Linked DNA regions of Zea mays: all the other regions are linked to region 1. The links are chromatin contacts, called in public Hi-C maps. All regions are on one chromosome and are shown on one strand. Each heading gives the region's core, a stretch centred on a gene start, on an enhancer-like site or on the middle of the called end of the contact. The rest is flanking DNA. Distances are from core to core; before and after follow the strand shown. Region 1 holds the start of LOC100273945 (26S proteasome regulatory subunit 10B homolog A). Region 2 holds the start of LOC100278385. Region 3 holds the start of LOC100192039 (putative O-glycosyl hydrolase family 17 protein).

Region 1 (3,044 bases), core at 213-2,712:
CCTAGTTGAACAAGGAATGGTTGATACAGAAGCTAGGTGCATATAATAGGACCCATCAAATTATGCGTATAACATAAACATGTAGTTCAGTATCATGCTATGTTATTGGGTTCAAAAGAATATGCATGCGGTGAATTCCACTTGCCTTCGTCACAGAATTCCCAGGGTTCTTCTTCGAACTGGTCCTAATTCTCAGATAACAGATCAACCTCTATGCGATACACAAATAAATAAAAATAAGCACTAATCAATATTCATACAATAGATCACTATAAACAAGATTAGTACAATAATGAAAATATTATTTATTTCTAAAAATATCAAAGCAAAGATTATAACGAAAAGGTACTCTTTAAGAAAAATGGTTTTCTCTATAATTTATAAAATCAAGGATACAAACTTAGACACATCTTAATTATAAACATTAACTACACCATTTTAATCATTTTTAGAAAAGCTATATTATGGAACATCCAAGGCTTTGGGTTAGAAGATTATAAATTGTGTTTTGAAACATATATTTATTTATTAAAAACTAAGATATAAATCGAAATAGGTTTTTATGTGAATAAAATAAATAAATATCTTGATTTTTGGTAAGAAAACACATGGTCTACCTTTTCTTTTTAATTTTTATTAAGAATCTATTATCCCAAAAGGTATTATATAAACTATATAATTTAGAAATATGAAATCTAGTGACAAAATTGTGCTAAAATATTTACCATGTTAAAACAAAAGCTAACAAAATAAAAATGGATTTTATTTGGACTTAAATTATTCATTTAAAAGCAAAAAAGGCCATGTAGGGATCTAATTATAAATAACTACAACTCTCAGGGTTAATTTTGAATAAATCAAGGGCCTAACAAGTATTTTATCCGAAATCGAGAGACTGGCGGAAAACCGAGGGTTTGCAGGCATGAAACTTTACATGAATACAACAAACACTTAGCAAAATTTCATCTATTTAATAAATTATATAACTTTTTTATATCTCTATTTTTAAAACATAATTTTTATTGGAAACTAATAAATTAAATTTGGTTAGTTTTAGATGATGGAATTTGGATGTTACAGTTTCCTTAACAGGGATGGCAACACGAAAATCCCCCAAAAATTCCTCATCGAATTTTTCCATCCCGGTGACGAAAAAAATTACCCGTGGGGATCCCCATAAAAGTTTGCTGGGACATTTCTTCCCTATCATTATGTGTATATCAAATTGAACAAATTTGTACAACGAGTGATCTCTTGACAAGATAAGTATTTATTTTATCATTAACTATTACATGAAAATATTATTGTATGTAAGTTTAATAGGTCCCCGCGGGAAATAGGACGTCAAAGGAGATTTTTTTCACCATTTACATTTCCATGGGGGAGAAACTTTTCTCCCATCCTCAATATAGAAATTCCCCGCGAGGAATCAGGAATCTAGACATTGCCATCTCTATTCCTGAAAGAAAATTTTGGGCTGCTCGCTCTTTGGGGTGACACTAACTTATATGGGCCGGGCCTGAGTAATCCTTCCGAGCAATGTCCGGAAAAAGCCCACAGACGACCTAGCCTGGCACTTGGCAGGCCCCCAGCAGAAGGGCTCGAAATCCGACCAGGAGGCAGAAGGGTCCCAATTTACATAAGGAATTATTTAATTTATGAAAAATTCCGCTTTACATTTCTTGCGAGAGAAGAAGCAAAGCCTGTGTTCTGCTTCTGCATTCTGGAAAAACAGGGTCCACCTCCGTAAAAAAAAAAAGAAAGCCTCGCGCCGCCGCCGCCGCCGAGGAAGGTTGAGGAAGAGGATGGCCGAGGGCGGGGAAGAAGCCCGCCGCCGTGCTGCGATCGCCGAGTACCGCAAGAAGCTCCTCACCTGCCGGGAGCTCGAGGCGCGGGTCAAAACTGGTAACACTCCACTGCCGCATCCTCTTCCGCCCGTCTACCCGTGCGTGGATGTCATCGTCGGTCTCTGGGGTTCAGTGTCTTGGCGTTTGCGAGCGGCGATCGCGGATGGGGGGATCTGGATTTTACGGTACTACGGCGGCGGGGTAGGGTTTTGGCTGCCCCAATTTGGGTTTGGCGGGTGTGGCGTATTTTCGGCGGTTCAGCCTTAGAGTTTTTACGTTGGATAGGTTCTCGTGTAGGGTGGGTTTTATAAGTCAGAAATTTTGGATGCAAGCGCATGGTTTCCACTTTTCGGTTAGCTTGCATTTAGTTAGTGGCCGTTGACCATTCTGTAAATGGCTGCGGGTGTTGTCCGGACCTGCTGAGGATATACGTATATTTGGAGTTCAATTTTGAGTTAATGTTTTTGGGGGAAATAAGAGTTGTTACCTCCACTAATTGAGATTCTACGTAGTCACTCTACCTTTCATGCTAGAGTCCTATATTCGTGTTGTTTATTGTGTGGCATGTCAGATTGGTTATTTGGTTATAGTTGCACATAACCTTTTGGTAATAATATGAGAGCAACTCCATTCAGCATTTGGGATAGTAAACTAGTTTTGGAGGAAGTTTATGAATATGGGCCAATGTGACTTCAAATGGTGTACCAAAATACTAGATTTATTGTGCCCGAGTGATATATTCTGTGCACCTGTAAGTGTGGTGCTGTTGACGTGCCGTTCCTCAATGCTCCATAGCGGGTGGTCCCTCTTGTGATTGATTCTCTTATGCTTATACTATTTACATCAATGTTACAGGTTTTGTTATGCTCATAACTGATAGATGCGATAGCAAACATTTTTGTACTCATAGCATATACCTGATACTTTTGTTATCTTGATTTTTGTGATGAACTTGTGTATCTGGACTCAGGGAGGGAGAATCTAAAAAATGCAAAGAAAAACTTGGAAAAAACTGAAGAGGATCTAAAATCACTGCAAAGTGTTGGTCAAATTATCGGTGAAGTGCTTCGACCTTTGGACAAGGAACGATGTAAGTAAAAAAAATCCTTATGTTTGTCTCAAAATTTGTTAGTACGAATAATGAAACACTGATGAATTATTTATGTGATCTTTAATTGCGTATTCTTTTTCCTAGAA
Region 2 (3,044 bases), core at 221-2,720, 420 kb before region 1:
TGGATACAATATTTGTGTGGCAACAATATTAGACATTGTACTCTTTTCTTTTCAAATTATAACCATTCTCTTCTTTTTAAATCAGCGTGAGGCGGCGACAGTACGAGGCACGCCACCTAGCCCGCAGAGAGGTAAATATTATTTCACTACTATTTTATTCCTTAGTTTTGTTGTGGAAATATCCAACTCTGCGTTCGTCCGAAATATCGGCAGCACCATTTGTGGGCACCTGGATACTAGGCAAAGTTATATGGATCCTTCACAGGCATGGGTTAGGAAGGGCATCAGTTTGTCCCATGCTCCAATGGTTGGAATAAATAAATACTGGTACCACCTATAAATGAATGGGGATAACATTTTCTTAGTTTAAAGTTCAACATATTTTTCTTTGTTACCTGATGTAAGTGCATTTGTTCATTGATTGGAAACAGAAAAATACAATGTGTTACTTCTTCAATCACGCACTAAAATTGTTATTATGCAAAGCTGGAAACTTCAGTCCAAGGTTCTTTTACTGATAATGTTCTTCCACTTTGTGTATTTGGGCCCCTTGTGCAGTACATATTCTTCAACATACAATATTCATGGTTTGGTTACTGACCTTTCACCAAATTTTCTGCTGCATCCTTCCTGTAATTCTACTTTGGCAGAGAAGGAGCTTCTTGAAGAGGAGTACAAGAAAAAGTTTGATGAGGCAAAGAAGGAACTATCTCTGGAGAATGATTTAGCAGGCATGTGGATTCTTGTTGCTAAGTTGAAAATAGGGGCTTTAGACATATCTGATTTGAATGTTGATGATCGAACTAAAGTGTAAGGGCGTAGCGATCACCATATTGTTGTCTCATAATTGGTGTTAATGAAAAATAACATGGTGCTGCACTGGATCTCTACTTTCTCTTGTAAGAAGGATTGTTCTATCGGCATAATTTGATTTGCATGTATAATGTCTTCATGCTTTACTTGCCCTTTTGTGAAATGTGGCAATCGGTCCGCTTGCCTTCCTTTTCTGTTTCTGTTCTGCGGTAGAATGATTGGAGTAGATGGTGCTAATTTCATATAAATAATAATAATTGTTGCTAATTTATGGTCAAGTTAGTAGGATAATAATTTAGCCCCCAGAACAAAATGTATTGTTAAGTCTTAGCAAAAGTTTTAAAGAGAATTGGGTGCCTTGTCTGTCTGGATGCAAAAAATTGACAACTTTCTGCTTCGTGCTCGCTTGCGTGCCGTGGTGGTGCAGCGTATTTGCGCCTAGAAGAAGCGGGTGGTGGCGAAGGCGCTACAGGGTAGCGACAGTTATGTGCCTTGTTTTCATAATTATTGCCGTTGTAACGCAAGAGCGCTATACTACTTACTTATATAAGAAAGAAGAGGAAAACATTATAGTGGGGTAGGAGGCTAGGAGCAGACTGTTGTTTCCCATTGGGCCTTTTGGGCTGTCGTCTTCCCAGCCCGAATCGCGCCGCCGCACACACACAGCGCATGACCGAACCGAAGAGAGAGCGTGACTGGGAGCAACGTGCGGGGAGCGCAATACGCCGGGCCGCCGGCTAAGCGGGAGGCAAAGGCGAGGATGTTGGGGTCGCGCCGGTGGCAGTCTCCGGCTGATGCTCCTGCGGCCACCGATGACTTGGAGGACACTGGTGGCGTCGGCGGCCCGTCCAGGCGGCCTCTGCGCCACGGGCTGCACCGCGCGTCGCCCTACGGTGGTGCCCCCCGCCGGTGGCTCTCCAAGCTCCCCGTGACTTCGAGGATATTCCCCACCATGCCACGCGACCGCGCGGCCTCAGGTGATTCCCCTCACTGCCCTCGTTGTCTGGCACCTCTGCTAACGGCTGATGCCCGTTTAAGAAGAGGATCGAATGGGGAAACTCTACGACGTTTTACCTATTCTGTTAGCGACTTTGTCGCCGCTGCTGAATGAGTTCACGTATCTGCGCGTCTTGTTTCAGATCAGCGCTAGTCTGTCTAAGGTTCAGGGTTTAGCGCCTGTGCAGCTCCTGCTATTTTTACTCTTTGCATTGCATCAATCTCCAACCTAGGGTTGGTGCCTGCTTTTCTGAATCCACTAGTGGACTCATGATCAACCACTAGTGGAATTCAGTTAAGCCCTTCTTCGTGTAGGTCCTGACAATTACTATTGTTTTGGACTTCGGGTTGCTGTGGTTTGTGATCGTTTAATTTATTTTAGTTATGCTCTTTGGAATGGGCATTTAGGTTGATGTCTAGTGAACTCGAGTTCAAGTTTGGGGTTCCCAATCCTTGTTGTTAGTGTAAGGCTGTTGTTGTCCAACTGGTATTATAGGATAATTGGAGTAACAAGAGTAGTTTTAGCGATAAACTACTTCTTCTGTCCTAAATTATAAGACGTTTTGGCTTTTGTAGGTTCATAGTTTTGGCAACGACTACTATGCAATCAAGCCTTAGGTGCAAACGTGAAGCGAGTCTTTTGGTCCATTAAATCATTATCCAACCATAGATATAATTGTAGTTTGTTAGTTTTTTTTATAAATCTACGTGAATTGGTGGTGGAAAGGTTTAAGTGTTAAATATAATATATGGTTGGATCATGATCTAATGTACCAGAAGGCTTGTTTGTACGCTTGCACCTAAATCCTGATTGTATAGTAGTCATTGCCTACGTATAAGTTATGTGTGGATACATCATACATAATAGAAGCTATAAATCTAGAAATGCCAAAACGTCTTATAATTTGGGATGGAGGGAGTATTATATAATCTTAAATTTATATATGATCCCATTACTTGTACCATTTCTTTGCTATAGGTGAGTAGTTTCTTAGCAGCACTCCCATCAGTATTGCAGTATTGCTCTTATAATTTTTGACGCATCTATGAGTTATTGTCTTGTGATGTATTTGTCAGTTATCATCTAGATCGATCACAACTGATGAGTTTTCATATAGCCTTGAATCATTCGCAGTGTTTAATGTGGATTACTTAATGGTGTTTTGAATGTATGCAGGCAGTAATCAAGAGGTTCATTGTGAACCACTAGAAGTTATTCGTGAAGTAAGCAAAGA
Region 3 (3,044 bases), core at 322-2,821, 360 kb before region 1:
CATTGGAAATAGCACAGAACCAAAGAATGATAATCAATTAGTTTGTGTGGAACGGTGTAGATAGATTCATGACCACACTTTAAAAAGCACGCCCTCAAAACTAAAACCTCACATTCACATCTTAAAATTTTCACGAAATTAACTAAGATTTGATGGAAATGACTTAGTTCGACAATTGGTTAAAATGTATGAAATATTTTAAGAAGATTAACACGTGGACCATAACTTAAAAGCTAGGCCACATGAATGCCTAGCGTGATCAGAGAGGCGTTTTTGAGAACCCATTCTAAACCACTTCTCAGCAAATCCACACCAACATGCCTCATTTAGATCTAAAACCAATTCCCACCCATCTAAACAACACCGATCTCAATACCCACCCCATAAAACCCATTTCAACCATGCATATTAGTAGTCCTACATCTATTTGGCTAATGCAAACTTTAACCTAATTCAACATCTAAGACGACCGTATTTATATACATCAAGAAAATTATGGATCCACATTATCATATTGCAATCTACAACAAGTGATTCCTTTCACGTATGGTCTTAGCACATGGGTCTTATCCAGTGATCAAAATTTGAAGATGTGTGCCTAGCCTATCTTATATGCACACAACCCTTATATGTCATGAAAGGCTAGGTGCATGTTTGTTTGAGATTATAATCTACCTAGATTATATAATCACTTAGTTCAAAATAAGTTAGATTATATAATCTAGGTAGATTATAATCCTAAACAAACAAACAAACACTAAGCATATTCTCGACAAACTTAGACAATTATTATTTGACTTTAGATTCTGTTTGTTTACCCTCGAGATTATATAATCCAATTTAAATAAGTTAAGAGGTAAACAAACAACACATATTATTGGATGGATTATACAATCTAGATACCTAGATTATTATTATCCATAAACATATCATTAGATACTTATATAATCCTATAAGTTAGATTATATAATATTGGAATGAAACAAACATATCCTTATATAATCTTATAAGGTGGAATGAAACAAACATAGCCTTATATAATCTTATAAGGTCGATTAAATAATCCAGTTTATAGATTATATAAGCATCTAACCTGCTTATAGATTATCAATTTAATATAATCTAGATATCTAGATTGTATAATTTAAATAATAATTTATATTGTTTATTTACCATTTAATTTATTTAAACTGAATTATATAATCTCGAGGGTAAATAAACAAGGCCTTAGACTCACACACTCCCTGTCCTGTTTGTGTCAACCTAGAAGATTAACGCCCATAACGTGGAACAAAAAGCAACCACAAGCACAAGTCCAAGAGCAAGAGGCATGGTTTCAAAAAATAAAATAAAAATAAACCCAAGGGTTGGCAACGTACACGATACACCTACAGACTTTGAACTGGGGTCGATCCGCAAAACGGCCAAGGAATAGGAAAGCTACCCTGCTCGTCCCCACCATCGCCGGTCCACGACACGCACGCACAGAGCACCACACCACCGCCACGGCGCCTGCCCCTGTCCTGCTACTTCCGCACCCGGCTCGGCTGCTTCCTCCCCCTCCCACTCCACTCCGCGTTTTCAAAAATCAAAACCCCAGCCGGAACAGCGAAACCCCTTCCACCATAGCCCGTAGGAAACGGAGCAGCGGTTGCGGTTTCTCTCTCCGTCGCTCTCACCGCTCGCCGCCGTCTCCGTATCCGGTCCGCAAGGCGGGCCTGGCGTCAAGGTCCTCCGCTCCGTCCCCTTCACTCGCGACCGGAGTCCCCTCTTCGTTGGTTCGCCAATCTACTTCGTCGGCCCACCCCTTTTCCCCCGATCGATCTCTCCTCGCTAAGCGAACTATCTTGACCTCCCTCCCTCGTGCGAGATTAGCCAGTAGAAAGTTCCCCGCTTTTCATCCAGGCACACTTCCACCACCTCGCTTTGCTGCTTCACTGCTTGCTTCTGTTGGGCGGAGTGCTAATAGGACGGCACGGGAGTCAAGATTCCTCCTCCTTAACCTGCCCTTTCGTGTTGCCGTTGTTGGTGGTTTGGTTTGTGATTGCGGTGGCGCTGGAGTTGCGGTGTGTGTGAAGCGAGGGATCCGAGATTCTTGTGGATTCTGTTCTACTTTTCGATTGCTGCTGATTCTCTCTCCCGTGCGACGGCACAAGCGGCGGTGTGGGGAGAGCATCCGCCGTTGCCCGGCCTTGGAGGGCCCCGGTCCGTCTATGGAACTTGCCGCCCCGGTGCCACGCCCCGGCCCGGAACTGAAGTGCTCAGCAAGGCGCTTCTTGCCTGCCACTCTCACGCTGCTGGTGCCTACTGTGGCAGTCCCCTGTTTGGTTCCCGCTCCTCACTGACCGGCTACGGGGCTGCGATAATGGTGCCTCAGATGGTGCTGCTCCTTTGCTGCTGTCTCCTGGCGTTCCCGCCACATGGTACTGATATTTTTCCTTTATTGATGATACATATTCAGTTCCGTGATTTAGCGTTGTCGTGTTCAATTGGCGACAATTGCAATAGATGCCGTTACCATGTACTTTTGTTATACTGAAATTTGATTGGTGGTGTTTGTTGCCTCCTGGCGTTCCCGCCACATGGTACTGATATTTTTCCTTTATGATGATACATATTCAGTTCCGTGATTTAGCGTTGTCGTGTTCAATTGGCGACAATTGCAATAGATGCCGTTACCATGTACTTTTGTTATACTGAAATTTGATTGGTGGTGTTTGTTGCCTCCTGGCGTTCCTGCCACATGGTACTGATATTTTTCCTTTATGATGATACATATTCAGTTCCGTGATTTAGCGTTGTCGTGTTCAATTGGCGACAATTGCAATAGATGCCGTTACCATGTACTTTTGTTATACTGAAATTTGATTGGTGGTGTTTGTTGTGACTAGGTCCGTTAGTCGTTGAGGCTTTTGTAGGCGGTTATGGAGTAAACTATGGGAGAATAGCAAACAACATCCCTTCCCCTGACAAAGTGGTGGAGCTCCTGAGGAGAGCAAAGATAAGGAATGTTAAGATATACGACTCTGACCACAGCGTTCTCG

The links. Hi-C and Micro-C count contacts between places; a contact is called where the count stands out from the background.
Region 2: a Hi-C map of bundle sheath shows a contact between it and region 1, with 2.7 times the contacts expected there. The contact joins the promoter of LOC100278385 here to the promoter of LOC100273945 in region 1. A contact is called at or near these places in 6 of 25 Hi-C or Micro-C datasets (bundle sheath, ear, endosperm and 3 more).
Region 3: a Hi-C map of endosperm shows a contact between it and region 1, with 2.2 times the contacts expected there. The contact joins the promoter of LOC100192039 here to the promoter of LOC100273945 in region 1. A contact is called at or near these places in 3 of 25 Hi-C or Micro-C datasets (bundle sheath, ear and endosperm).

What each region holds. Positions count from the first base shown.
Region 1 is chr9:96,734,494-96,737,537 of Zm-B73-REFERENCE-NAM-5.0, forward strand. It overlaps LOC100273945 (26S proteasome regulatory subunit 10B homolog A), which reads left to right and starts at 1,463. Exons shown (of 10, transcript XM_008661540.3): 1 at 1,463-1,905; 2 at 2,818-2,937. The coding sequence starts at 1,659.
Region 2 is chr9:96,312,801-96,315,844 of Zm-B73-REFERENCE-NAM-5.0, forward strand. It overlaps LOC100278385, which reads left to right and starts at 1,471. Exons shown (of 8, transcript NM_001175620.1): 1 at 1,471-1,790; 2 at 2,987-3,033. The coding sequence starts at 1,574.
Region 3 is chr9:96,369,716-96,372,759 of Zm-B73-REFERENCE-NAM-5.0, forward strand. It overlaps LOC100192039 (putative O-glycosyl hydrolase family 17 protein), which reads left to right and starts at 1,572. Exons shown (of 3, transcript NM_001137462.2): 1 at 1,572-2,423; 2 at 2,892-3,044. The coding sequence starts at 2,366.